Linked DNA regions of Mus musculus: regions 2, 3, 4 and 5 are each linked to region 1. A link is a contact called in public Hi-C and HiChIP or PLAC-seq data. All regions are on one chromosome and are shown on one strand. Each heading gives the region's core, a stretch centred on a gene start, on an enhancer-like site or on the middle of the called end of the contact. The rest is flanking DNA. Distances are from core to core; before and after follow the strand shown.

Region 1 (2,700 bases), core at 34-2,533:
TGTGTGTCTTATATGTGTGCATCAAAATAAATGAGCACATGTACCCATGAATAAATTAGTAGATTGGAGCTTTGGTTTATTTGTTTTACTACTGATTTCTTTTTTAAAAAAGTACAACTTTAAACTTAGCTCTTAGCTCAGTCAAGTACAAGAAAATTACAATTTTCCATTTTACCTTCACTGTTCCTTTGTTGAATGTTTTCTTTTTCATGCAGGTCTGAGTCTCTGGCCTCTCTCCTTTTCTTCTCCGTGGAGAACCTCTCGTGTTTCTCAGGAAGGCGCTCTAATGGCAGTGGAATCCTCAGTGTTTCTTGGACAATCATCTTGCATTTCTGGGAGTTCAGAGCTTTATGCCCCAGTGAAGCACTTCACTCACGTTTTTTTTCTTGCTTCTGTGGCCTCTGTAGGGAAATCAGATGTAATGGTGTCTTTGTTCCCCTCTCTAGGCATGTTCCCTGGTCAGGGCTTTCTGTGACGTCTTTTGCTATACTTTTCTAAAGTTTGAACAGCTCCTCTGCAGTTGTGCTGCTCAGTGTCGTCTGAGCTCCTTGTGTTTGGTTGGTGCCTGACACTGTGCTGGGGTTTCTCAGTGGTCAGTCTTTTGTCTATTTCTACTGAGCTTTCGTCTTCAATAGCTCCTCTAGTTTTCTCATTACATGGATGGTATGCAGTATTTTTTTATTTTATAACTTTTCATGTTCTAATGTCTGTATTTTCTAGTTTTCTATTTCTTTTAATTTTTTGTTTTCTGTTGAGATACCCTCAAGGTCAGAATGCATTCAAGCAGCTATGCCCAGTCTGCTACTGAATCCAGGAGAAGCATACCTTGTCTGCCACAGTGGCTTACTGTCTAGTATTTCTTTTTGTTCTTACACGTAGTCTGTTTTATCCATTAAAGGCATTAGCATATTAATCATTGTTGTTTTAAATTCCAGGTCTGATTAGCCTAACATACCCGCCATATCTGGGTCTGTTTTTAATGTTTGCTTTCTTTTCAGATTGTGCCTTTTGCTTTTAATCATACTTTGTGATGTTTTCTTGATATCCAGGCATGGCCTACTTGGATAAAGGAACCGCCGTGTAAATCAGCCTTTAGTACTATAGTAGCAGGGGCAGGGCACTAGGAGTACTCTGTAGTTCTCTGTGAATAGGTCTCCGTGTCTTGGTGGCTTGTGCCTCTGGACTGTGACCTCCTCAGGACTTTCCTTGTCCCCTCTCCCTGGGTAGAGCAGAAAGGCTGTGGAGGGCTGATCTTGGGTATTTCCTACTCTAGATCAGATAGGTTCCCGTCACAACCCAGCAGCTTAGACCGTGGTTAGTTACTTTCTCTTTGGGACATTCCTTATCTAGAGGAACTGAGTGTTGTGGTTTGTTTACAAGTGGCTTCTTTTTCTTTGGTCCCAACAGAAGCTTGGGGGCTTCTGTACCCACTGTGAAAGCCACTATGATACTGGAAGTAAAACTAACACCTGACAGAGTCATTGTGTGACATGGAGTTTTAACTTCAAAATTATCCACACAGTGCCTCCAGAAAGCCATCAGTTAGAGTTAGGGTCTTTGTAGCATTGCTTTCTGTGGTTTCTGCTTTGGCAAATTCTAATTCTCTTCTGCCCGATATTAGGGCAGTAGTGTATTCCATGGCCTTACTTCACTTATATATCTGAGAATTGTTGATCATTTCATTTATTTAGATTTTCCACTTGGTAGTAGGGTGAAAGACCAGTTTACAAACTTCTTGAATTCTTATTTCTGAATGGTAAGTTCCTATAGTACTTTTAGGTGTAACAAGATTGCCGAGGACAACTGTGTGGAGTTCATATTTACTCTGTGATTCCTAGGTGCTCAGTGCACCGAGGGTGCCACTGGTAGGCTTTGTTAATGTTTATGTCTTGATACAGATTTTTTTGTGAAAATTTCAGAATCATTAAGAATCATATGAGAAAGAATTCTCTATTGAAAATAGCTTTTATTTTATGAAGCTAGTTTTTGTGTCAAAAATAATTTTCAGAAATCACAGTAGTGGTAAATCCTTGGACTTTGAAAACTATTTTTCTCCTCAAGTACAAAAATTTTAAAACAGAACATTTGAAAGAAATGATTTAAAAGTTACGTCATATGTGCTGGTTTCTGTGGGTAACATTGACAAATGCTCAGCTAATCTTTTCTATATTGGCTTCTCTTCTATATAGATAAAACTTTTATACATAATCATATTAAGTATCTATTTAAATAACTATATATCTAATTTTATGAATACACCTTTAGTTATAACTTTTTCTTTGAGTGCTTAGATTTTTTGAGTTCTTAATTTACTACTGCAAACAGTAGTTAAATAAATGAACATCTTTAGCTTTGTTTATTGTTAATACATTTTTTTTAATGTAGGTAGATTCTTGAAGGTGAGCATTGCATCAAATTGGACCATTTTAAGGACTAACTCCCCCACTGTCACTGGAGAGCTGGGCTTGCCACTTGTCTGCTCTGTGGTAGCTTGAGTGAGGGGGAGATACCTTCCTCCCTCCACCACAGTATCTGGGAGAGCTAGCCTCAGGTCATGAATGGGAGAGCTAGCTCCAGACCATGAGAGCAGGAAAGCTATCCCTGCCCCTCACTTAAGAGCAGGACCTTCTCTTTCTCTGGGCAGCACAGTAGAGCTGACCTTGATGTGGGCTCTGAGTGAGCAAGCTAGGGCAGTGCTGG
Region 2 (2,700 bases), core at 168-2,667, 900 kb after region 1:
CTTTTGAATTTAAATAATATTTATTTGGCAAAGATTGTGTACTTTCAGGGCACGTGGTGTGATGATTTGATGCACTCTCCAACATCGTTGTGGAATGTCTCTTACTGAACATATGTGTGCGTTCCTATTATGAGATGGAGTTGCTGGGACAGAGAGCATATATTAAACTTTAGTAGATGCTGCCAAATAGTTTTCCAAAAGTGCCTGTACCAATTTACACTTCCCCCAGTCTCTGTGGCAGTTCCATGTGTTACCACAGCTTTGCTCATACTTGATAGCGTTAATTTTTACGTTTTAGTCACTCTCTTGGATAAGTAGTGGAATCTCATTGTGTTTTCACGTAGACAGATGAATTTGAGTATCTATGCTTGGTTGCTTGTTTTACTGAGACAGGTTTCCTTCCACTCTACCTAAGACTGGCTTTAAACTTTAAGCCATCTTCCTGTCAATACTCCCCAGGTGCTTATGTGATGAGATTACAGGTGTGTGTGACCCTGTCTGGCACGTTTGCTTTAAAGTAACATCATAGATGACTGTTTAAGACAGTAACGTGCCTGTGAAGGTTTTCCTCATGTCACTGAGAAGTGTCCAAGGCTGAGCCATTCATCTGTGGTCAAACATCTGTTTTCGACATGGCTTACATAATGTTAAAGGCTTTTCAACCCCACACACCACACGTTCATTTATTCCTTGATCATTGAGTTGCTAGTTTTTGCTAGAGACTGAGATTAAAAAGTAGGGATACGAGTATGAATAAAACATATCCATTCTTGGGTCCCGTCTGGCTGTGCTGTTTCTAGATGTTGTGGAACTCTTTGGAGGTGGTATCTGGATGGAGGAAGTGGATTGTAACCCAGCCTTGCTTCCTACTAGGGCTTCCTGTTTCCTGATCTACAGATGTGTGAGCAAGTTGCTGGTGGCCATGGAGCCACCTGTTGCTCTACCCTCCGCCTTCCTGAAATGATAAATTGTGTTCCCTTAAACCCTGAACCAGGATGAATTCTTTTTCCTTTAAACTGCTGTTTGTGTGCAGGTGTACATCCATGTATGTGATGCATGTGGAGATGAGGGATCTATTCTTCTCTACCTTATGTATGGAGGCAGTGTCTCACACTGGAACCCGTAGCTCATTATTGGCTAGCAGAGCTAGCTAGCTTACTCTGGGGATCCCATTTCCCCCTCCTCTCACCAGCTGCTTGTGTTGCCTCTTGTCAGGTAATTGGTCACAGCACCAGGAAAATAACCAACGCATAACTTAAGTGCCCTAGAAAAACAGATTGGAGAACTGTTTTACTCAATTTATTCCTGGTTTTGTAGTTACATTTATGCAAGACGAATACTCAGGTTGATGGATTGACCGGTTCTACACAATAGCTTATGCTGCTGCTTCAGGTGATGGATGGAGACTCAGCAGTTGTATTTATTCTGAATCTCTCAATGAACCAGTGTGTGGTAAATGGTCTCTGTAGCCTCATGAAAGCACTGACCAGAGATACCGAACCCCATGAATTCTCAGGGCCCTTGAGTGAAATGGTATAATGTTTGCACAGACCCTAGACCAGTGGTTCTTAACATTTCTTTTCTTTTTCTAAAGACTTATTTATTTTATGTATGTGAGTACCCTTTTACTCTCTTCAGAGACACTAGAAGAGGGAGTTGGATCCTGTTATATATAGATGGTTGTGAGCCATCATGTGGTTGCTGGGAATTGAACTCAGGACCTCTGGAAGAGCAGCAGTCAGTGCTCTTAACTGTTGAGCCATCCCTCCAGCCCCTGGTTCTTAACTTTTCTAATGCTGTGACCCTTTAATACAGTTCCTCATGTTGTGGTAACCATGAAATTAATTTGTTTCTCTCTCATAACTGTAATTCTGCTACTCTTATGAATCATAATGTAAGTAGCTGTGGTGTAGGATATCTTATATGTGGTCTCCAAAGGGGTCACAACCCACAGGTTAAGAATCTCTGCCCCAGAAAATTATCTCCTATGCTTTCAATCATTTCTCTATAACTTACCATGTACAACACAGTATAAAACTATTAGCTAAGCAATAGCATCACTGTAGCATTTAGAGATGGATGGTAAGAAAAGAGTCAGTACACGTTTCATAGCCCCATGTTTTTCTGAACTATTTTTAACTCCCGGTTGGTTGGATCCAAGACCAAGAACCTGAGGTAACTGTGAATCTGTCGTTGCCTTCCCTTTGTCTCAGTTCCTTAATTGTGAGTATAAATTCATGGTCTGAGGCTTGTCAGTGGTAGCTTCATCAAGCATTGAGGCACATAACTCTATCATTTAAGCTATAGTCAGTTCAAGGTTATCCTGGTCTACATAGTCAGTTTCAGGACAGCCAGGGCTATGTGGGGAAACCCTATCTCAAAAAAAAAAAAAAAAAAAAAAAGCAAAAAGCAAACCAGCCAAACCAACCCCTCTGCAAAACAAAAACAAAGAAATAAAAACATTAAACAAACAAACAAACTTGTCTTGAGTTGAAATGACTGTCTTCTTTTCCAGTCCCTGAGCTGCGCATAAGCTAAATAGGTATTCTATCATGGGGATTAGCCCCCCCCCAGCTCTCTTTTTATATTTTTTATTATGGATGAAGTATTCATTTGCTCAGGCTGGTCTCTGTAGCTCATGTATATTTGGCATCTTTTTACCTCAGCCTCTATAGTAGCTGAAATGACAGGCTGCATCAC
Region 3 (2,700 bases), core at 138-2,637, 920 kb after region 1:
CGAGGACTTGCTACATTTAATGTTAGTCTCTCTCTCCTAAAACTACTGCTTAGTTTATCATTTGAAGCTGGTATCCATTGCACACTGGAAATGGAAAGGAAATCCCGTGCACACATTTGGGAGGTAGCTGTGAGTCTGTGTGTATTCTTGCGAGCAGAATGGATCCAGCCCAGAAGTTTAAGCTGTGCAGCACTCGAGAGTGTGGAATTCCCTTAAGATCCAAAGGCCATGGAGTATTCTTCAGAGGACTGCGTCGCATATTTCCTGTGTATCTTGTTTTGTCTGGGGACTGCTCCACAGAACTCTGCCATCTGTAGTGGGTGGCAACTATATCTCAGTCTTGAAGAATTCATCTGTTCATTTTCTTTCTTTCCCTGACTTGATGACACCATTGTGGTTACTTCTCCTCCCTCCCCAATCAATAACATCTCATTTTCCATTATTACATCTTAAGTATATTGCAGTGGCTGCAAGCTGTTACATTTTCATTTTGGTAATGTGATGGTTGGAAAAATCTGTCAGGAAACAGTCGCAGGAGTTCAAGTCCTCTGAAGCTGGGCTGCCTTCCAGATGAGTCTGTCTAGATGGTGGAGGATCCCTACCTGCCCACATTTCGGCAACATTAGCTCGCCAGCCTATACCACCTTTAAGACCCTGGAACTCTGGACAAAGTCACCTGCCCATGTGGGCAGAAGGATCTCCCAGAGCCTAGGTTCCTGTCTCCTCTCTAGCTAATGCTTCTTTGTTCTATATTCCAAAGACTATTAGGGTAGTTTAGATGCAGTGTCTCATTGCTGTTGAGAAATCACGAGTGACGGGTGTGACTGTAAGGTATGATGGATACCTGTCATCCCAGCACTCAGTAGACTGAGGCAGGAGACTAGAAAGTCTGAGATCAGCCTGGGCTATAGAGGAAGATCCCGACTCTAAACAAAAACAACAATAACTCTATCAACCCAAACTACCCAGGGCTTTCTAAATCAATCTTTAGCTAAATATGAGAGCGCCATTCTATACACAGTGACTAGATCTGGGTCACAAGGGTGTCCAAGGGGAAGCAATCTCCCTAAGAGCCATTCGTCATAAAGCATTTCGCTGCTGATATTAATATCTAATGGAAATTCCTTTTTTTTTTTTTTTTTTTGGTTGGGAGAGGCCCTTACCTTTTAATAATGCCTTTTCAGGTTTGAAGAAGTGCATCAGCCATTGCTGGAGCGTTTCTTGTAAGGGCACTTAACTGGTTAGGGGAGGTGTAATGAGGAGGAGTGTGGTTTGGGAGTGATTGGTGAGCACTGCAGAGCTGTGGCTGGAGTGTGGTTATATCTGATCCAGCACTGGCAGCGAGTGAGCTGGCGTCGCTTGTGGTGCTTCTGGGATGATGACTGGCAGCTGGGTGCACAGCAAGCTCACCTTCTCCATTTTCCTTCCCCACTGGCTGCTGTCTTAGGGGAAGAACTGTAGCCATTCATCATTTTGGACATTTAACGGCTTTCTTTTTGGGGGAGGTGTGTCTCTACATTTGCAGTTGAGACAAACGAGCATTTGTTTCCTTCTGCTAGGTGCAGTTTTACACTTCTTTTCACAGCAAAGGAAAACTCTGAGGTGAAGGTTAAGCTTTGAAAGAAGAACGCGAACTGAGTTCGGTGTGAGGCTGGGCTGCCTGGTTGGTTCTTTCCCCTTGAAACCTTCCCTTTCTTGGCTCTTATTTTCTCCAGGACTATTCTATCAATCTTTTGTCTCCTAATACTTACGTCTTGAGTCTGTTAATTTTTTTATGTTAATGATGTAATGTGTACCTCTAGTAGTATCTTGTCGTTGAGTTAGCAAAGTACCACCTACTTTGGAAGCTTAAAGCAACAGAAACGTGTTTCTTCCAAGTTCTGGGAGCAGAGGAGTCCAATATCAGCATCCACTGGGCTGACAGCAAGGTTGTCAGCAGCACAGCCTCACAGTGGCTCGCATCTTAGACGGTGGAGAGCCAAACAAGCTTAGTCAAGATGTAAAAGAGTGAGGAAAGATTTACTGCCTGTACTAGGTAAGGAGAAGCCAGGATTCCACCCCTACCCTCACCCCCAAGCAATGTCCTTTTCCAACAAAGGAAACATGGGGATTTTATTGGGGAGTCTCTGAATATTTACACAGGAAGGCAGTTTTGAGGCAAGCATAGTCCTGTGCATGCTCAGCCTATAAGTGCATTCCTGAGCAACCTCAGTTGAAGGGCATTATTCGAGAAGGCAAGAGAGTGGCGGGTATTTTAGCTCAAGGTCTTAGCAGGCGTGTCTGAAAGATTAGAATGGTGGGCACTTTTGGGTGTGCTCAACTCTGTCAGACAGGTTGTATCTGAAAATGGAAATGGTTCAGTGAACCAGAAATTTACCACAAAGGTGTCTGTCTCACTTGATGTCAAGTAGCAGACCTGGGTTCTCTCTGGGGATTTCTGCTGGCTGATAGCATGGACATGGGCACCTGCAATCCCAGCTTTGTGGGGGATGACTTGATCCTAAGAGGTCCAGGCCAGCCTGATGGTGGTGATGGTGGTGATGGTGGTGATGGTGGTGGTGGTGACTGTGGCTGTGGTGGTGGTAACAGTGACAGAACTGGGACACAGTTTCTTTGGTTTAATCAAGTCTCCTCTCTTCCTACAACTCTTTGGGTATGGGATAGCTCAGTATTAACATTAGAGGGCTAACCAAAGACACT
Region 4 (2,700 bases), core at 112-2,611, 760 kb after region 1:
ATCCTGGAGAAACTAGGGATACAAGGGATATCCCTCAACATCATAAAGACATAATTTACAGCAAGCCTACAGCCAACCTCCGCCTAAATGGAGAGAAACTTAAGGCATTACACTAAAATTAGGAACAAGACAAGGCTATCCATTCTCTTCCAAACCTATTTAATACAGTTCTTGAAGTCTTAGCTAGAACATTGAGACAACTGAATGAAATAAGGAAAATAAAAAATAGAAAGGGATGAATATCTTCATTAAAAGGTGATATGCCAGGCTGGAGAGATGGCTCAGCGGTTAAGAGCACTGACTGCTCATCCAGAGGTCTTGAGTTCAATTCCCAGCAACCACATGGTGGCTCACAATCATCTGTAATGAGATCTGACGCCCTCTTCTGGTGTGTCTGAAGACAGGTACATTGTACGCATATTAATTACATAAATAAATCTTTACGGGGAGGAGGAGGGGGAGGAGGAGGAGGAGGAGGAGGAGGAGGAGGAGGGGGAGGAGGGGGAGGAGGGGGAGGAGGGGGAGGAGGGGGAGGAGGGGGAGGAGGGGGAGGAGGGGGAGGAGGGGGAGGAGGGGGAGGAGGGGGAGGAAGAGGAGGAGCTGAAGGAAGAAAAGCTTGAGCAGAAAAGAGCAAAGACTGAATGAACTCTGTGACATGTGACAGGAGTCACTTTGCTGCTCTTTGTGTAGTAGACCATATGAAGGATACCTCACGTCCTGTACAGGGGGCAGACGCACCGCTGACCCTTTCTCTCAGGAGATGGTGTGCAGTCGGTAAGTATAGTTAGGAAAACTGGGAGCAATGTTGGAAGAGTCTTCCCACAGTACCAATAAAGACGCTGGAGCTCAGGGGCCTCGTCCCACTCAAGCGTCCAGTAAGTCCCAGAACTGGGCTCGCACTCACTGCGCCTGACCCCGGATTTCATTGATCACCTTCGCAATCTTCTTCGCCACAGATTAAAAAAAAAAAAAATGTTGTTCTTTGTTTTTTCAGATGGGGAAATTTTCAAATGATTGTGCTTTGCCTCTGAGTCTCCTGCTCACAGTCACAGGGAGCTGGGGGGGGGGGGGGGGGATGCACAAAAAGGCACTTAAAAGCTTCTGCAATGGTCACAGTGCTAAAACAAACACAGACTGATAAGGGTCCCAAGTTCCCCATTGGATCTTCGAGTGGGTCTCTTCAGTGTGCCCTTGACGCCAGGATCCTGGTATGCATGGATTTTCTGGGACTCTTTCCACACAGCAAACAGTTAGTAAAATGTTCTTACTGCTCTAGCTTGGGACAGTACTAGCATAAACATTTCCTTAGTATTTAATGACTCCACCTCCCTCCAACTGCTGCAGCTGCAGTAAGGCAGGCGACGCAAGCAGAGATTAGATACAGGATATGCACCTGGCTGGCCATAAATGCTTCTTAGTTGTTGGTAAAGGTTAACAGGCCCAGTTCTCTTTTCTCCTCAGACCCAGAATGCGGGGACATGAAAGGGAGCTGTAATTATTTATAAACAATAAAAACTTCTGTGTGAAGCTTGCAATGAATGGATGGGTTTATCTGCCCACTTCAAGTGAAGTAGACAGCTTTTGCTGTTTGTTGTGAATAGAAATGCCCCCATTTCCTCCTCCTCCTCCCTCTTCCTACATTTCCCCTTCCTTCCCCTCCTCCTGTCCCTCCTCCTTCAAGTGGTCCTGAACTATATGTGGTTAGACTCTGTTTTTTTCTCCATCAGAGTGCCTGGGAAATCTGTGCTGGGTATGATTCTTTCTGCCCTGGGTAGATTCTCGTCGTGAGGATCTGAACAGGTCTTCCTTTGGTTCTTTCTGACCCATCTGCTCCTAGCTGGCCTCTGTTCGTATCACTCTGGTTTCCCCGACCCAGCAACCACCCTGAAGTAAAAGAAGTATCTTTCAGCATGGTTGATGGGACAGAGCTGGCCGGGTTGCACTGAGTCCTTTCCTGAGTCTGCGACTCCTGACTGTTGGGACTCTCCATTCTGACCAGCGCAGCTGTCTACCATCTTCTAAACTCCAGTGTGGTCCTTTTGAGAATGCTTTCATTTTCTAAAGCTGCTCAAAGACTCCACCTTGGCAGATCGAGCAACCGTGCACTCTTACCCACACCCCTGCAAGCACCCCTACTAACACACTACACTCCTGTGACCAGTACATACAAGCACAAGCTCTTCTTAAAAATCTCTCTGATTCTGTAGAGTTCAGAGCACACCGGAACTTCAGATTGAAACCTGTCCTGTTGCTATCAGTTCTCTCTCGGTTTCTGGTAAGTTTTCCATCTCTCAAGTATGAGAGTCCACTATTTTACATGATAACATTTCTCTCTGAATTGGGAATACCGAAAGCTACCATGAAAACAGATGTTGTCTATCACTGTAGTGACGGCTACAGCAAAAAGAAGCACACACAGTGTACGCATTGGGCTACAGGGAAATGAAAGCACATAGAATTGTTCTATATTAGTTATTCTCTCTTGAAACTCAATATAAACTCCAGGGCTCCTAAAATTACACGAAGGAGTAACTTTCCAGAAGTTTAAAGCTCAATGAGACAGCGGTTACTGTAGAAGGTATTTATTTGTTTACTTATTTATTTATTTTAAAGATTGATTTTGCTAGGCAATGGTGGCATACACCTTTAATCCGAGCAGGCAGAGGCAGATGAATATTTGAGTTCAGCTCCAGCCTGGTT
Region 5 (2,700 bases), core at 142-2,641, 960 kb after region 1:
TAATTTTTATCTTAGGATCTGGAGAGAATCAGGATATATGCAGCTTTTGTCCTTGTAGATGAGTGACAGGACTGTGGCCCCTCTTTTAGCACAGAGTAAATTGACTCTCTGCTATCTTTTCCCAACCAGATTACTAAGCAGGGATGTGAGCTTCATTAGATGATGTTGGCTTGGTTTTCCAAGGTGTTGGGAGCAAACCCTTCTAGACAGCGAGGAAGGAGAGAGTCCTTCTATATTTTTGTGGTAAGCATATACTTTCTGCTACTGCTTCTCAGGGTTGAAATCTGTGCTCCTGTTCCTTTATGCAATTGTATATCTCTATGTGTATTGTTAAATATCTTTATTTCTCATTTATAAGATTTGTACTCCCATCTTAGCTCACATTGTCTGTTGGCCTATAGTGTGTGTGTGTGTGTGTGTGTGTGTGTGTGTAATATGTTGTTATATACACGAATGTATATTACATATGCATTATATATACTTATATATAATGGAAACTTAGAATATGTTGTTTAAAGTTTTATATTGCATTTATTTATTCGCATGTGTGTTATGAGAGACAGAGGGAGAGAGGGAGAGAAAGGTTGTAAGGGAGGGGCTGAGTTTGTTCTTTCCTTCACCCTGTGGGTCCCTAGGATTGAACTTGTCACCAGGCTTGGTGGCACAGTACCTTTACCTCCTAAGCCCCCAAAAACTGCCCTTCTAATATGTTCCTGAGACTAGTATTTTATGTGCTCGGTTGCCATTCCTGCTGCGTTTGCTGGGAGCCAGCTCACTATATGGACACTTTGTAAAAGCACAAGCATTGATTTAGGATGGTCACTTCAGGTGGCAGGCGCTCATTTTACATCGATGTGCAATACTCCTTGAGGGGTTTTCTGATTTGTCTGTGTTACCGATGCCCTTGGATCCTTACCATTTAACACACTTACCCACATGGCCACTGTTAAAACCTGCGATCTAATTAGTTATTTTCTCCTGCCCTTCTCTCCATTCTTGCTCCTCCTCTCCCCACTCCTCTCATTGCGCTTAATATCCCCCCCCATACACACACAACAGAAATCCAGTACCTTATAAATATTTTAATAGTGATTTCTTTTTATCACGAGGACAACCGGAGAATTCCTTTCTAAGTTAGAATTGCCAGATGTGTAGCCGATATCTAGAATGAAGTGTTTCTGACAAAATAGGTTTGGACATGGGGGTGAGGTCCAGCCCTGCTGAGCCACATTTCAGTGACTGACACTTCTGCTAATAAGGTGGCTTTTGAAATACCACATAATTGGAAAACTATCTTAGAAAGTCCCAAATATTTGAACATGATACTGGCCTTTGAAGAGGAAGTGAGACAAGGAATGAAGAATCTGTCAGTTTGTCCAGATGTTAGAGGAACTCATCTGTGATAACAGCTCAGGCTATGATAACCCTATTGTCCCATTGAAAGTTCCATGGAGAGTCCCAGGCTGGAGGCTCGCACCCTGGGTTATTTGATGTCTCAGAAATAGGCAAGCTTTCTGTTCACCTTCCCACTTTAGTTTTCTTACAACTTCAGCAAGGCTCACTTGGTTTTTGGTTTTTTGAATAATTGAAATTTCATAAGAATGTTTTATCAGCCAGCCTAAGTCTGGCTTTCAACAGCTCAGCATAGAAGGAATTCTCAGTTTATAAGATGAGGTTGTGTGAGGTCGCCAGGCTGGTTCTTGCTTTTCCCACAGTGACTTCAGTAGCAGTTGGACACCGTTTGACATGCTTTTCCTGGTACCAAAAGCATGCACGTTTTGGTCTGACTTCCTGGGGTCACATTCTGCTCTGTATGTAGATAGTGTGGTACACACTAGTCTCTGTATTTTAATAGTAAAGTATGTGTAAGACCTCAGTGGATGTGAGCCATAATCCATAATGCCTCACCACTGAAGAGGCACAGAGAACCTAAGAGTTTTATTTGACTCAGATTGTAGAGGTCGGTATATCACATAAAATAGATTTTATGTATTATCCTCAAAATGTATCAGTAAATTATGAACCCAAGGACACCAGGTTGTTTGGGGAAATATTTTTTTTTCCTCCAGAGGAACATTCTAGAGAGTGAGAGGATTAAGGATCCTGTAGTCAAGCTCAGCTCCCTGTATCCTGGCTACTGTTCCAAAGAATGGGTTCTCAGAGCTGCCTTGGTGCAGCCTTGGCTCAGTTGGTAGAGTGTTCGTCTGAGTTTAATCTCTACACCATACAAATCTAGCATGGTGAGGCTTGCTTGTCATCTCAGGAACACAGAGGCAGGAGACCCATATGTTCCAGTTTATCCCAAGCTGCATAGAAAGTTGTAAGTGAGCGTGGGCTACATGAGACCCTGCCCCCAAGTGACTTGTATATTTTTATGTAAATTCTATAGCATTAAAAATATTTATCCTCAGACAGTTTTTCTTTGCAGAGGGCCTCCCTCCCTCCACCCCCTCTCTTTTTTGTTTTGCTATATAGTTCAGACTGGCCTCAAACTCAGGATCTTCTTGCTGCAGCCTCCCAAGTGTCAGGATTATGGGTAGGTACTACCGTACCTCACAGTATTTAACATTCTGTTTTCAGTGTCCTATACAGAGCAGCTCCAATGCTTGTGAGGTTGTATTCTGTAACGCAAGCATTCCTTTATTCTGGGTCCATTTAGGATAAAATACAATAGGGAACTGTCATACAGGAGAGACTGCC

Evidence for each region. A called contact is a pair of places that touch in the nucleus more often than the background predicts. HiChIP or PLAC-seq counts read pairs in DNA pulled down with a chosen protein or histone mark.
Region 2: an H3K27ac HiChIP or PLAC-seq map of large pre-B cells shows a contact between it and region 1, with 2.6 times the contacts expected there. The contact joins two enhancer-like sites.
Region 3: a Hi-C map of the HPC-7 cell line shows a contact between it and region 1, with 4 times the contacts expected there. The contact joins two enhancer-like sites. A contact is called at or near these places in 1 of 484 Hi-C or Micro-C datasets (the HPC-7 cell line) and 1 of 115 datasets of contacts at active chromatin or transcription factors (large pre-B cells).
Region 4: an H3K27ac HiChIP or PLAC-seq map of large pre-B cells shows a contact between it and region 1, with 3 times the contacts expected there. The contact joins two enhancer-like sites. A contact is called at or near these places in 1 of 484 Hi-C or Micro-C datasets (bone marrow-derived macrophages), 2 of 115 datasets of contacts at active chromatin or transcription factors (embryonic basal ganglia and large pre-B cells) and 1 of 9 other capture datasets (embryonic stem cells).
Region 5: an H3K27ac HiChIP or PLAC-seq map of large pre-B cells shows a contact between it and region 1, with 6 times the contacts expected there. The contact joins two enhancer-like sites. A contact is called at or near these places in 3 of 115 datasets of contacts at active chromatin or transcription factors (bone marrow-derived macrophages, embryonic stem cells and large pre-B cells).

The regions. Positions count from the first base shown.
Region 1 is chr13:29,754,879-29,757,578 of GRCm38.p6, reverse strand. All of the region lies in intron 5 of Cdkal1 (CDK5 regulatory subunit associated protein 1-like 1), which reads left to right. Among named protein-coding and RNA genes, the nearest start is that of Cdkal1, 99 kb to the left of the region's middle. Within about 2 kb of position 1,283, at least 95 of the 459 cell types and tissues checked have an H3K27ac peak or open chromatin away from gene starts, as enhancers often do. A contact at or near this core is called in the HPC-7 cell line, where this site is marked.
Region 2 is chr13:28,854,843-28,857,542 of GRCm38.p6, reverse strand. All of the region lies in intron 2 of 2610307P16Rik (RIKEN cDNA 2610307P16 gene), which reads left to right. Among named protein-coding and RNA genes, the nearest start is that of 2610307P16Rik, 29 kb to the left of the region's middle. Within about 2 kb of position 1,417, at least 9 of the 459 cell types and tissues checked have an H3K27ac peak or open chromatin away from gene starts, as enhancers often do.
Region 3 is chr13:28,837,923-28,840,622 of GRCm38.p6, reverse strand. The region is part of intron 2 of 2610307P16Rik (RIKEN cDNA 2610307P16 gene); the gene reads left to right. Among named protein-coding and RNA genes, the nearest start is that of 2610307P16Rik, 46 kb to the left of the region's middle. Within about 2 kb of position 1,387, at least 45 of the 459 cell types and tissues checked have an H3K27ac peak or open chromatin away from gene starts, as enhancers often do. A contact at or near this core is called in the HPC-7 cell line, where this site is marked.
Region 4 is chr13:28,991,037-28,993,736 of GRCm38.p6, reverse strand. No RefSeq gene overlaps it. Among named protein-coding and RNA genes, the nearest start is that of A330102I10Rik, 24 kb to the left of the region's middle. Within about 2 kb of position 1,361, at least 38 of the 459 cell types and tissues checked have an H3K27ac peak or open chromatin away from gene starts, as enhancers often do.
Region 5 is chr13:28,796,787-28,799,486 of GRCm38.p6, reverse strand. The region is part of intron 2 of 2610307P16Rik (RIKEN cDNA 2610307P16 gene); the gene reads left to right. Among named protein-coding and RNA genes, the nearest start is that of Mir6368, 87 kb to the right of the region's middle. Within about 2 kb of position 1,391, at least 6 of the 459 cell types and tissues checked have an H3K27ac peak or open chromatin away from gene starts, as enhancers often do.